Linked DNA regions of Mus musculus: region 2 is linked to region 1. The links are chromatin contacts, called in public HiChIP or PLAC-seq maps. All regions are on one chromosome and are shown on one strand. The core of a region is the stretch at or near the end of the contact, and the rest is flanking DNA. Distances in the headings are between cores, read along the strand shown. Region 1 holds the start of Ism1 (isthmin 1, angiogenesis inhibitor). Region 2 holds the start of Macrod2 (mono-ADP ribosylhydrolase 2).

Evidence for each region. HiChIP or PLAC-seq counts read pairs in DNA pulled down with a chosen protein or histone mark.
Region 2: an H3K4me3 HiChIP or PLAC-seq map of bone marrow-derived macrophages shows a contact between it and region 1, with 6 times the contacts expected there. The contact joins the promoter of Macrod2 here to the promoter of Ism1 in region 1. A contact is called at or near these places in 8 of 39 promoter capture datasets (cranial neural crest, embryonic stem cells, liver and 3 more), 2 of 484 Hi-C or Micro-C datasets (both in embryonic stem cells) and 2 of 115 datasets of contacts at active chromatin or transcription factors (bone marrow-derived macrophages and pancreatic cancer cells).

The regions. Positions count from the first base shown.
Region 1 is chr2:139,675,233-139,681,701 of GRCm38.p6, forward strand. It overlaps Ism1 (isthmin 1, angiogenesis inhibitor), which reads left to right and starts at 2,946. Exons shown (of 6, transcript NM_001276489.1): 1 at 2,946-3,575. The coding sequence starts at 3,438.
Region 2 is chr2:140,391,593-140,398,061 of GRCm38.p6, forward strand. It overlaps Macrod2 (mono-ADP ribosylhydrolase 2), which reads left to right and starts at 3,838. Exons shown (of 19, transcript NM_001013802.3): 1 at 3,838-4,129. The coding sequence starts at 4,084.

The DNA of each region.
Region 1 (6,469 bases), core at 1,696-4,195:
AGTGATGATCTGGGAAGATTGTACCTGTCTTGGGAGGTAATGATAGTTGGGAATATCAGAAAATCATGTGTATTTGAATAAGAAAGGGGTATTTTTTTTTCACTTGAACAAAGTGCATATATTTCTAGTTCAATGGCTCTCTTCTGAACAACAATCTGAATAAGGTCACCTTATATCTCTCAGGCTTGCCATACTGCAAGGGAAGGCTGAGTATGTCTTGATAATCACTCAGGAGTCTTAAAACTCCCAAGACTCCACAATCCTTAGATCCAAATGTGGCTGGAAAATGTCTTCTAGCTATAAATTTAGGTAGAAAGAAATAGTATATTGGGGGTTGAGTGGGCTTCTAAAATGCTCTACCACAAAGATGGCCCAATCCAGGTCTTTTGGGAATACAGACAGAATAACAGACACCTTCTATGGGAATATAGTAAGGCCAGTGATAAAGGTATGAATATAGTCCCTTGGGAAATTTGAAGGATGTAGTATTGTTTTCAAACTTTCATCAGCTCCTGGGACAATTTCAGAAATGTGCTTTAAACGGTACTTGGTGGTGCAGTAGACACATGGCTCCCCTTTCGTATAATGTGTGAGCCAATGTTCCCTAAGCCCTCAGCTGCAGGATGTTGCTGGTATCGTTGCTTTGAGAATGCAACCGGTATGTCCTTACCAGAGTATGAATGCATCTGGAATTTGGGTTGCCCAGATTGAAGAGACTTCAGTAGCATTCATTCATACATTTGTTCAACATTTAATAAAAACATCTGACCCCCAAACTCAATTTACAATTTTACAACATTTTACAAAGACTTTGATCTCAAAATCTCCATCTATAATTTTATAAGAATGTACATTCCTTGCAACAGTTTCTTTCCACATTTTTTTTCTTTAGTCATTTTTCCTTAGGAGAAAAAAATATAACTTTTGGATGAGAGAAATGCAGTCGAGGCTCACATGGGGAGACTGGGGGGGGGGGAGACAAAATACAGCATCCTCTCAGCTCTAATCTAGAACAGCCTGCTTTTGGCAACAGGAGTCATTTGTCGCTGTGTGTCCACATTACCACCTGGAAAGTCCACATATCTATGGCCACAGGATTCTAGTTTGCCGTCTTAATTTATCTATTCCACCTGTGTGCTGATTCGGCTGCCTGATACTCTTAAGTGATTCTAATTAGAAAACACGCAGGGGAATCCTTCTGGGATTCCAAAGCTGCTAGAATCCCCTTTGATCTCCCATCTGAACCACCAAGGTTTATTGTTTCAATTTCTCCCCTCAGCGCTCCAGTTGACAATTATTGGTATTTTAGAGCCTAGAGATAGCAATGGGAAGCCAGGCAGCCTAACAGTTGAAAGAGAGCTCTCTGCCAGAGAGGGGAAACCCACCCTTAGTGAAAAGGAAAAGATGCCCATCCCGCACTTTATAAATAGCTGCCAATTTATTAATGAGCTGCTGGGTTTGGCTAGAATTTTAAAGATGTTTTCCAGCATTTTCAAAGAGGCAATAAGTTAACTGGATACAAACAGATGCAAACAGCATGCTGAACCACAACTAGTTAAATTCTGGAAAATGCTAAGACGACCTGAGGAACGTTTGGAGTGGCGAAGAAATTCATCTTAGAGTTTCCAAAGAAAGATTTTAACTCTAAAGACAGTTTAATTAGGAATCTTCTGTCCGTTTCTAGTGATTGTAGAAAGAGGTAGGAAAAGAGAGAAAAGTGGCGTGCCGGTAAGAAAGTTTTATTTGTTTGTTTGATTTCATTCACCTAAGGAGATTTGTGCAACGGTCCTGGGTTGCGGATGAGAAATGGCAATGTGTGACAAGGGTTGTGGGAACGTGTGCTCACGCTTGACTAGGGCTGGGCTCACCGAGAGGGAAGGGCTGAGCTGGCTCAGGGGAGGAAGGAGGCGGAGGGAACACAGTATAAAAGTCTCCAGCCTAACAGAGTGCCCGTCACTCGAGCCACTTGGGGAAGGCAGGAGCCAGAGCCACGCTGGACCCAGTTCTCTCTAGCCTCGTTGGCAAGGATCCCGCGCTCTCCAGATATATCACCCAGCCGTTCTGCTCGCCAGCCGCACCACTTGCAAGGCATGAGTCGCTCCCGGGAGCCCGAGGCTGGAGCGCGGTCATGAGGCGGTGGCGCTGTTGCAGCGGCTGCGTTTCGGCAGCCCCCAAGTCCCCTCCAGGCGCAGCACCCCCAGGATGAGCCCCCAGACTCGAGTCTACCAAGCTGAGAGTCACCCAGCATCCCACTGACGTCCGAGCGCCTTCGCAGCGCACACCGTGTTCTTCGCAGCCTCCCACGCGACACCTGCGCACTTAAGTAGACGCGCGCGGATTGAATCCAACTCACCCGCCTTTCCGACGCTCCAGGGCGCTGTAGGCGCACGGTCTGCTGCACCCAGTGATCAGCCAGCCCAGAGCCCCGCAGCTAGTGTCAAGACCCTTCCGGACCGACAGACACCGTGTCACCCCACCCCCTACCCCCCAAACTCGCTGCTCAAGGTCAGGGTGCGTGGTGGGGTCGCAGACACCTGGTTTGTCTGGCCCCTCCGTTCTCCACTCCTATAACTCCAGCTCTACTTTGCCCATAAACTTTTCTCAGGTGGCCTGGGCGACCCCCACTCGCCCGCAGCCCCAAGCACTAGAGCGAGCAGAGGGCTAGTTCCTTTGCCACAGCGACCTCGGCAGCAAGCACTTAGCACAGCCGAGAAGGCGGACGCAGGCGCCGGCGGGGCGCCCCCAGTTATCCTCAAACGGTGACAACCTCGGTGACCCGGAGCCAGCCCATCCGGGGACTGAGCGAGCGGGGCGACGAAGCTAGAGGTCCCAAGGAACTTGGAGTGAGGAAGGTGGTGGCCCCGAGGGTGAGTGGCTCCCGGCAGCGGGGGCGGGGGAGCCGAGAGTGGAGGTAACTCCGGGCGGCCTCTGAAGCCCTCCTCCTCCTTCTCCTCCTCCGCCTCTAACCCCGCGCTCCTCTGGCGGCCGCTCCCGCTCCAGCTGCGGCACCGCGGCCACATCTGGGGAGCCCATGTGCGCTCGGGGGCTCGGCTGCGCCCGCCCCGCCGCCGCCCCCGCAGTTCCCTGCCCGAAGGGTGGACCCTGGCCGGGCCTGGGTCGCGGACAGCCCCGGGTCCCCATCGCCGCCGCCGGACAGCTCCTGGGATTGCTCCGCCACCGGCTTGGACGTCCCCGGCCCCGCGGTGGCTCCGCTGTGGTGTGGCGGCGGCGTTGGCGGCTGCTCCTGTTCCCCGGGCCCCGTGCGCTCGGCCGAGCCCAGAGCCAGCCCTGCCGGCCCGGGGAGCGGGGCCCCGGTGGGGGCCGAGGCGGGAGCCGCTCAGTCGAGCTCGGGGGCTCCGACTCCTCCTCCCCCGGCGGCGGCGCCGCCGCCGCCGCCGCCAGTCGCGCGGGGTCCTAAAGCCGCGCGACTCAAGAGGATGGTGCGCCTGGCTGCGGAACTGCTCCTGCTGCTGGGGCTACTGCTGCTCACGCTGCACATCACGGTTCTGCGCGGATCCGGAGCCTCCGACCGGCAGGACGCGGCCGCCGGCAACGTCAGCGGGTCCCAGTTGCAGGTGAGTGCGCCGCCGGAGGGGGCGTGCGTGGTTGAACGAAGCTGGGTGGCCCGCAAGGTACTAAGCAAGAGAGCTTGGTACATTGCAGAAGGCGGGTCCTCCGTTCCACCAAGGAGCACTTTTGCCTAGGCAACCGGGTTTAAGCAGAAAAGTTTGGACTAGGGGATCGGGCGGAAGGTGGGTGGGTGGAAGGGTTATGTGTAGAGGCCAGGCCTGCTTCAAAGTTTACCTAGAGAAAGCCTCAGATCTGTCACAGGTTTGGCACCAGGAAGAAGTCTTAGGCTTGGGAGGCATAAGCTGGCTGGAGGATGCTTTTGATGCTGAGTACTGCCAGAGACTTAGAAGTTTGTCTTGAGGCAAGAGAGACTGAGGTGAGGCGACATAAAGAGGCCTTATAAGATAAATCTCCAAGCTATATTTAGGAGAAAGTATTCTGTTGGGTGTGCAAGCAGTGTCAGAGGTCAAGACATTATTTCTGGAGACTAGCCAGACACCCCACCTTTGCCTGAGTGATTCCTTCACCTCTTATGCCCCTATGTACCAGGCAAAGGGCCATAGTCAAGGCACCTGTAGGAATTTGGTCTGGAGTTACTTGGGACTTTTAAACTTCTTCCCGGTGAACATCTGCTTTGAAGGTTCTTTTAGTAACAGGATTCTGTTTCGGCTCCAGGGGGAGAGATGAGGCCAGGGGGCATATATTAGGTCTTGAGATGCCAAATGAATATTGCTGAGTAAAGGTTGCCCACATGGGCTTTTCTATTATGACTTTGGAAAGCCTGCCTCATGGTTTTAGAGGTAGAGCATGCATTAAACCAGAACTAGTAGAAGTGAGCTGGGATTTTCTTCAGGGAACAGCCAGGATTCTACACTCTCTAAAGAAACCAAGCCAGGCCCTACTAAAACTAGTCACTGTGCAATGTTGAGATTTTTACATCTTTGTGCCATTAAAAGACTAATAACCTGTTGCTGAAAAGAGCGTTTATTTAAACACGTCTACATCAGGTGTTTACCACGATACTGTTTTAAGAGTGTTGCAGGGGCTAACTCATTTAATCTCATCCTAACCCTCATTACAAGATTGTTAATCTCTCTGCCTTACAGATTGCGAAACTGAGGCACCGAGTGATTAAGAAACTTGTTAGAATTCACACATTCCCACCTGTTGGTTAATTATATCAAGCTTGCTGTCTGCCAGACTAAAGCAAGGTGACCCTTACAAATGCAAACCAGGCCTGCAAAAATGCAAACCTTAAGCTTAAAAGTTCTCAAACCCTTCTAAAAACAATCTGGGTTTGGAGGAGCCTCTCACATTACCCTTCGGGTAACCCTGAACAGCAACAGATATTTCCCCCATGCCAAACACTGAAGAAATAATCCTCACTATCATGAAGGCTTCTGGAAATTGTATTTTATATGTGATGCTTTCTTTCCTCGTGGACTCATGAAAACCTGTAAAAAAAAATGATGTTCTATGGAAAAGTAAATTTGGCAGATTTCTTTATGAGGTGCTTGCTATCATTAGAATAATCTCCGGTTGGCCTTTTCCACCCCAACAGTACTTTAATGAGAGAAGCAGCTGGTAGAACTGGATGGGATTCTCAGAGGGCTTTTGCTGAAGAACAGCCCCCCCCCCCACCTCCACCCCCGATCAAAAAAAAAAAAAAAGAAAGAAAGAAAGAAAAACAGAAGAAATGGGGGATTTGGAAACAGTTCTGCTCCCAGGAATATCTGGAGCCCTAAGTAGCTGCTAATCCAGTAGCTTCAGTTTATCTTGTTACAGTGTTCAATTATGGTGAGCATCCAAAGCCTTCACTTAACTAAGCCTACTGATGACTTTAACAGTTTAGCTTGTAATTTTATTCTTTTTTTTTTTTGTAATTTCTTCTTATAAAAGTTTTATATTCTTCCTGACCAAAGTTATTTCTTGGGCTCAAGGCAGTATAATTCAAATGGACATAGCCAGTTAAACCTGCAAAAGACATTTATCTGCTGTCTACCGGATAGGAAAGAATGCATTTGCTAGCAGCAGGTGTACTTGAAGACAAAACTGTGATGTCAAAATTCTTTCTGTTTTCTGGACACTTTGAGCTCAAGCTTAAATTCCCATCTAAATTGTTTGATTCTGTAATGTCTATACTACCAAAATCCTTCTTAGATGTCAGAAATTCAGAGCATCCCTTCCATTATAAAGCAGGCACTGGTGAGTTTGGCTCAGCTACACTGTATTTAGAATTATTTAAAAAGAGATACACCTTTATTTAAGATTGGACATCCAACAAAAGTACTCAAAATAGCAACAACAAGAGCTAAAGATTTGAGTGCCTTTTGAATGACAAGCAATGCCCTACCACTGTACACATACTAATTTCTCTAAGCTAAAAAAAAAAAGAATAAGAAGAAGAACCCCAATAAAGAACCCCACGAATTAGGTACTGTTATCATCCCACTTTTAAGTGGGGAAACTGAGTTAGGTAGCTCACTCTATAACTGAAGAGCTAGAAGCTCCTTAATTTGTATTTCTTATTTTATAGTATAAAAATGTATGCCTTATATTTTGTGTATTGTATATCAAATGATATATCCATATTCCAAGTTCTTGGTAAACTCCATAATACTGGCTACAAAAGAGGGGCAACTTTTAAATGTTGCATTTTCTGACACACATGTATAGTTTTACTGTACCGGCTACCAATGCATACATGTTTATATAGCATCTGTGCTTATATCTATACAGAAACATATTTAGAATCCTTAACAAGATTTCTTTGGCAGTGCCAGGGAGTTCTAAGAAATTGGTTTTTTGTTGTGTTTTCCTTTGTGACTTCCGTCGCTGCAGATATGCTACTATGAAGTAGCAATAAATGTTTTGAGAACATAATCTTTCTGTTGGTTTG
Region 2 (6,469 bases), core at 2,588-5,087, 720 kb after region 1:
TAGTCACTTTTTTTTGTACAGTCACATACTCTTTCAAGATGGAGATACAGTGTGAGAAATTTCTCTTTGTGCAAATATTACAGAATGTACTTGATAACCATACATAGTACGGGGTAATCACACACACTGACCTCCTGATGCAGTCCACAGACAGTGTGAACATAAGATGTACATAGCTGCTGCAAGCATGACATGGCATTCTTTCAATAGAGAATGTCACTTTTATAAGTAGAGAAATATACTATAAAAATGATCAAATTTATAGAAAGACAAAAGTTATAGAAAAGTCAATGAATTAACCAGTAACAGTCATTTAGTAATACAGTCAGGTCATATGTAATGTATACGATTGCATGTGCTGTTCTTCTACATAACAATATGTTTGCCCCAGCATCCATATAGACAGATGGTGGATGCATTGTGATATGTGGCTACAATGGCTCTGATGTCGCTAGACAATTAGAACTCTATAGCTCTTTTATAATTTTATGGCAATACCATCATATATGTGGTTCATTGTTAGAAAAATGTTATTTACTGCCTGACTGTAGTAGTCTGTCTCTCTTCTGTAATCACAAATGAAAAAATGATAAACTATGAAGGTACTTCTTATGTAGTTAAAGGAGCACCGATGACACAGATAGAGAGACTGGGAGTAGAGATCAAGTGGGAATCGAGGATGGTTTGATAGAGAATGACGTTATTTGGAATTTTTTTCTTTCCTCATTCGTAGATAGTCTCAGTAGCCCAGGGTGGTATGAAACTTACAGTCTTTTGGTCTCAGTCTCCTGAGTGTAGGGATCACAGGTATATACAAGCAATGCCAGACCTAAGAACATGATGCTAAAGTAGTGTCAAAAGGATGAGAATAAGTTAATCACACAAATCATGTTTCAGATGTAGTGTTGACATGGAAGAAGGCCATGTGGTGAGGACAAGGTATGCTCAAACAAATGAAAATTCATAAATGAGGGTATATCTAGACTACAGATTGGGGGTGCGATGTGGGTAGAAAATGGTATAGGGCTGGAATGGTGGAAGATGGTCACTCCATTCTTCATGACTGTACTAGTAAACTTAGTGTGGCCAAAATAAAATACCACAGAATAGAGGGCTTAAGTAACAGAAAGAGTTACCCACTCTTTTGGAGGCTGAGGGCCTGAGATTAGGATATCAGGGTGGTAGAGTTCTGATGAAGATCCTCCTGTTGGCTTGAAGACACCTGCTTTCTCTGTATTTTTATATGGCAGAGAAAGGATAGGCAAGGGAGGGAAGGCCAGCTCTCTCTCCCATTAAAAAGGTTATGTCCTATCAGACTATGACCCTGCCTCTTAACAATATTCTTTCCAGATATAACTGCATTGCATCGAAGGACTACAAACCCAGAAATATTGAGGTGGGTGGAACACAATTCAGTCCTTAGCAAAGAGCAATAAAAGTCCTTAATTTCCACCAATGGGATGGCATGGTCTTCTCTGACAAGACAGTGAGAGATGTGGTGGTGAAGAGACTGGGTAGAGGTCAGAAGTGAACAGCGAGGCTGGTGAGGAAGTTTCTCTAGTGGCTCAGGGTGATCCAGACAGCATTTCTGTTGGAAACTAGAGCATTGCAGACTAATCCACAAGGTAAAATTGAGCAGATTCGATATGAACACGAAGGCACGAGAAGGACCTGGGTGGCGCTTGGCTTTTCACACTGCTTACCTGAGCGTGCAACAAAGGTATCCAGACAGGAGCACTCCAAGGAGATCAAATGGAGGGGAAGAATCATGAACTGTTTTGAGAGCTGAACATTTCCGGAATGTTTGAGAGACAGTTTAACCTTTTTGGAATGATACTTTTTATTATTATAATAATTACCACTAAGTACTTAAACCATTACTTCGTAAATATCATTGGCTCAACACAATAAAAGCCTTTGAGCTGACATGAGATGTTAACAGTGCAGCATGGTGGAAGGACATGGTGGAAGGACCCTAGGCTGGTGTGCAGCCTCCCTGAGGAAGAGCTACCTGGTAGGAAGCACTCTCTGGCAGACACCTAACGTTGAGGACTTTTAAATAAGTCAAATTTTTCCTGAATGAAATATGATCTTTAGATGCTGATCTGGCTCATAATGACATCATGAAATACCCAAGGCAGGCTACTTAGGAAATAAAGGTACCCCCATTTTGCCATATGGTCCTGGAGGCTCAAGTCCAAGACTAGGTGGCCCCATTAGTATGAGTCTCTGGTGATGGTGCCACATCATGGATGGAATGTTACATGTCAAGCTAGAAAGCAGAGAAGCACAAACAAGACTCTCATAATTCTCTTTGGAAACAGGCCTCAGTGACATCCCTAGGACCTACTTCTTAAAGGTCTCACCACCTTGGAATTGTGGCACATTCAGGAAGAAAGCTTTGGATGCTTGGTCCTTTGAGGGACATCCTCCATGTGTCAAACCACACCTCTTGGTTAATGTTAACACTGCCTTGACCATCCATGAGAACTTCGTCATCTTTCCTCCCAAAGTCTACCCCATTGCCATTTTATCTGGATTCTACATGAGTCAAAGCCCTTCTTATTTCATTATCAGTGTGATTTCAAAGGCTTCCTTCTTGAAGCTTTTTTCTCCCAACAAAAATAATGTTTTATGTATTTGATAGCATTTAAAGAAAAATCCCAAAGAAAAATGTCAAAATAAATATTACTGTTTTATGATGTTGTGAATTCATTTTTAAGTCTCATTACTCAAACATTCTTCCATTCTTTACAATTCTCAGCTTGGTCTCTCTTTTCCCTTTTCTTTGTCATTGTCATTGTCATTATTATTATTATTATTATTATTATTTTAATGCGTTTTACTTCTCTTTGGTGGAAGGCAGTTTAAGGTTGAGGCACGAGAATCCCTAAATTGTGGCAAGCCTGAGCTACAAAAGACCCACTCTAAAAAACAAACAAACGAACAAACCGTGTTCCCTAAAGTTATTTGCCAATGCATATAACTATATTGATCCTAAATTGATGAATAGATGTGAGTTTCCCAAATCCACTAAGCCAGCTTCGTGGAGAGATAAGTTTGGGGTGCAAAGAAGAGGGTGCAAAAGTTCTATGTTCTAGGTCACTGCTCTTGAGGTAGATTCTCTGGCAATTGGATTTCCTGAATCATGAGAGAACTACCTAGGATGGAGCTAGATCTTTGGATGAGAAGTTGTTTTGAAGTCAATCAGGAATAAAAGACAACCAGGCACTAGTTGGATTTACTTTGATGTGGGACTTGGTTCTCATACATTTTGGTCACCAGATCTTAAAACTCTCGAGTTGGCCCTGTGTACTGTGAAGCTTTTGAAACTTCACAGAATTCTAACTAAATCTCTAACCCACGATTGAGCAGCGGGTTGCACACGGTCTGGATCTTTTCTTTTGGTTCTATTTGTCCACCGAGAGGAAAGCGTCAGGTAAAACCTGTTCAGACGAGGCGGTTACAACTTCTAGGACGGGTGACCTCTTCTTCATTCTACAGTCCCCTAGACTCTCATCATTGTCAGCGGGGTCTGGGTCATCAGGCACACCTGCTGGCAGGCCACGCCCTCAGGCCCTGCTCCTCCCGCTCCCCGCAGGCGGTGGCTGCACGCCCCGCCTCCGTCGTGAAGCAGCCTCCCCGCTCCTCGAGCTCTGGCCCCGCCCCTTCCAGCTCCCCAACGTCCTCGGCGTCGAGCCCAAGCCTGCGCCTGCGCCTGCGCCCTGAGGCTGAAGTAGGGGCGCGCCTTGGCTAGAGCCGGGAGAGCGGCGGGCGGAGCAGCCAATGGGCGGCGGCGCTGCCTGGCTGCCGGGAGGCGGGGCCTGCGCGGGTGTTAGGTTAGCGCGAGGCGTGACCTAGTTGACAGGCTCTGAGGTGCTGCTGTGGCGGCGGCCGCCTGGCAGAGCGGGCGGGTCGAGGGAGGAGGGCGGCGACGGGCCAGCGGCTAGCGGCGCGGGACGCAGAGCCTTTGCACTTTTCCCTCCCGAGTGTCCCCTCCATCCACCCCCCACACTCCACACACCCTGTTTGCCCGTGAGCCTGGGGAACTTGCAGCTTAAAGCCAGCCACCCCCACGGCAGCATGTACCCCAGCAACAAGAAGAAAAAGGTGTGGAGAGAGGAGAAAGGTAACCGGCCCCGCGACCCCGGGGACGGGCGGCGGGTGGGTGGGGGCGGGGGCCCGGCGGGGCGGCGCGACGCCCTCCGCCCGCAGCCTCCTCGCGCCCTCTCTCTCTCGGCCGGTGCCGCTCCTGCCCGCGGCCGCGTCCACGCGCGCGCACGCCACCGGCCACGCGCCGCCCGGGCACCTGCGGCTCGCGCACTTGTGGGCGCACACCCCTCCGGGCGCCGGGTCACCTCCTACCCCGCGTGCTCGCCTCCCGGCAGGCGCGCGCCCCCGGGCTAGGGTACAAGTTGGTCAGGACCCCAGCTGGCACTTTGTACCTCCCGCCGGGTGTCCCGCGGACCGGTGCCGGCCGGCCGGTGTCGCTCTGGCTGCAGTTGCTGAGCCTGGGGAGCATCTGCACCCGCACCTGCCTTCCTCCGGTCCCAGCCTCTGTCCTCCTGACATCCCAAAGTGGCTGGGGTCCCCGCTATGCTCAGCTGCAGTGTGACTTTTGAAATTTGGAACCCAAAAGGAGCATCTTGTCGGAGAGAATAAGTGCCCTCGGAGAAGTCTGAATGGGCTTTCCTCGGCAATGTGGTTCTCTGTTGCATCCTCATTCATAGTGTGAAGTCGCACGGAGTAAGACAGCGAGCACTCTGTGAATGAACCCTTCCATCCCTGAGTTTTGTGCACATCGAGGCTTATCCAAATCCGTTAGATTGACAGCGGCACGGATTCCTTTAAGAAATAGAACTGTGCGATAAGTTCTTTTTCTCCTCCTGTCTGTCTCATCTCAGTTTCATAGGTCATATTGTGATGTAATGCTTGATTCTCTGGCATATTTTTCTTCATCTTTTTCTTTCTTCTCTTTTAACCTGTTTTCTTACCTCAACCTCCGACCCCAATTTCAGAAAAACTATTTGCATTGCTACTACCAACTTGCACCAAATTTGCATATAAAAGATGGAGCAAGGGTGTACCATTTCCTCAGGACTGTCTTCTTACGGAACGGGGCTAAAGGGGGTAACTCAGTTGAAAGTTGATTTTCTTGCTGATAGCTTGTTAAACATTTTTGTTGCAAGTCTCTGTCCTTTGTGAACCTTTTGACCAAACAATGGACTTAAAAGTGAGAATTAGAAACAATTCTCTAAGTAGTGCCTGCTTTATGAAAAAAAAGTATCGAGGAGGGAGTATTCAAATCAACTGCAGGGAAGTATGAATATGGTCGAGTAGCGCAGTTAAAGTATCCTTTAAATATTGAAAGATTCGCTTTAGTGTCATTGTTTCAATGAGTGTGAGTGCTGAGAGAACTAAAAGTCAAAGTGTCACAGAACAAATACTCTTTAGCTTGAGAGCTTGACTGCAGGGCTGGGACATAGCTCACAGGTAGAGCACATGCTGACCTCAGTGAGCCCCTACACCTGGTGCTGGGGAAAACTAAACAAGCAAACAGATCAGGAAAGAGCCAGGTACGTGAACTAGTGAGACGTTTTATTAGTGCTTAGCTTTTGTAGTAGCAATTTAAATTGAACACACTAATGTGAGCATCGGAAAAGTTATTTATTTATTTATTTGTTTATTTAATCCGTGTTCTATCTGCATGCACACCTGTTTGCTAGAAGAGGGCATCAGATCCCATTATAGATGGGCTTCCATGTGGTTGCTGGGAATTGAACTCAGGACCTCTGGAAGTGTTCTTAACTAGTTAAGCTAGTGTTTGTAACTGCTGAGCCATCTCTCCAGCTTTGCATCATTGATGGTAGTAAAATATAGTGTAAAATCAATTTACATTGTACTTGGTAACATGAACCATTGAAATTATAGTGACTACCTAAGAACTGTTTTTACTATATTAGACAAACTGCTCCTAAAGTAACATCTATACACATAGATTGTGATAAGCAGACATTTAAGAATTTTCAGTATCTTACTGTTTTTGCCTTTTGTTTCTTTTATAGGAAAAATATAACCAAGTCTTTTCAATTAATTAATTAATTAAGGTACTAACCAAAGTTTCTCCTACATTCTCTCCCCACAGTCCTTTTCCCCTTTCTTTCCACTCATGACTCCTACTTTTCAGAAAAGGGGAGACCTCCCATTAATATTAACCAGTCTTGACATATGAAGATGCACTAAGGCTGGGTGCATCTTCTCCTACTGGGGCTAGACAAGGCAGCTCAGTAGGGGCAAAGAGTCTCAAAGGCAGGCAACAGAGTCAGAGACAGCCCCTGCTCCTACTGTTAGGAGTTCCACACGAAGACCAAGCTGTATAACTGTATGTATATGCAGAGGGCCTAGGTCAAACCATGCATGGCCCCTTGACCAAGTTCTTTTTTTTTTTTTTTCATTTTAATAAAGAAGC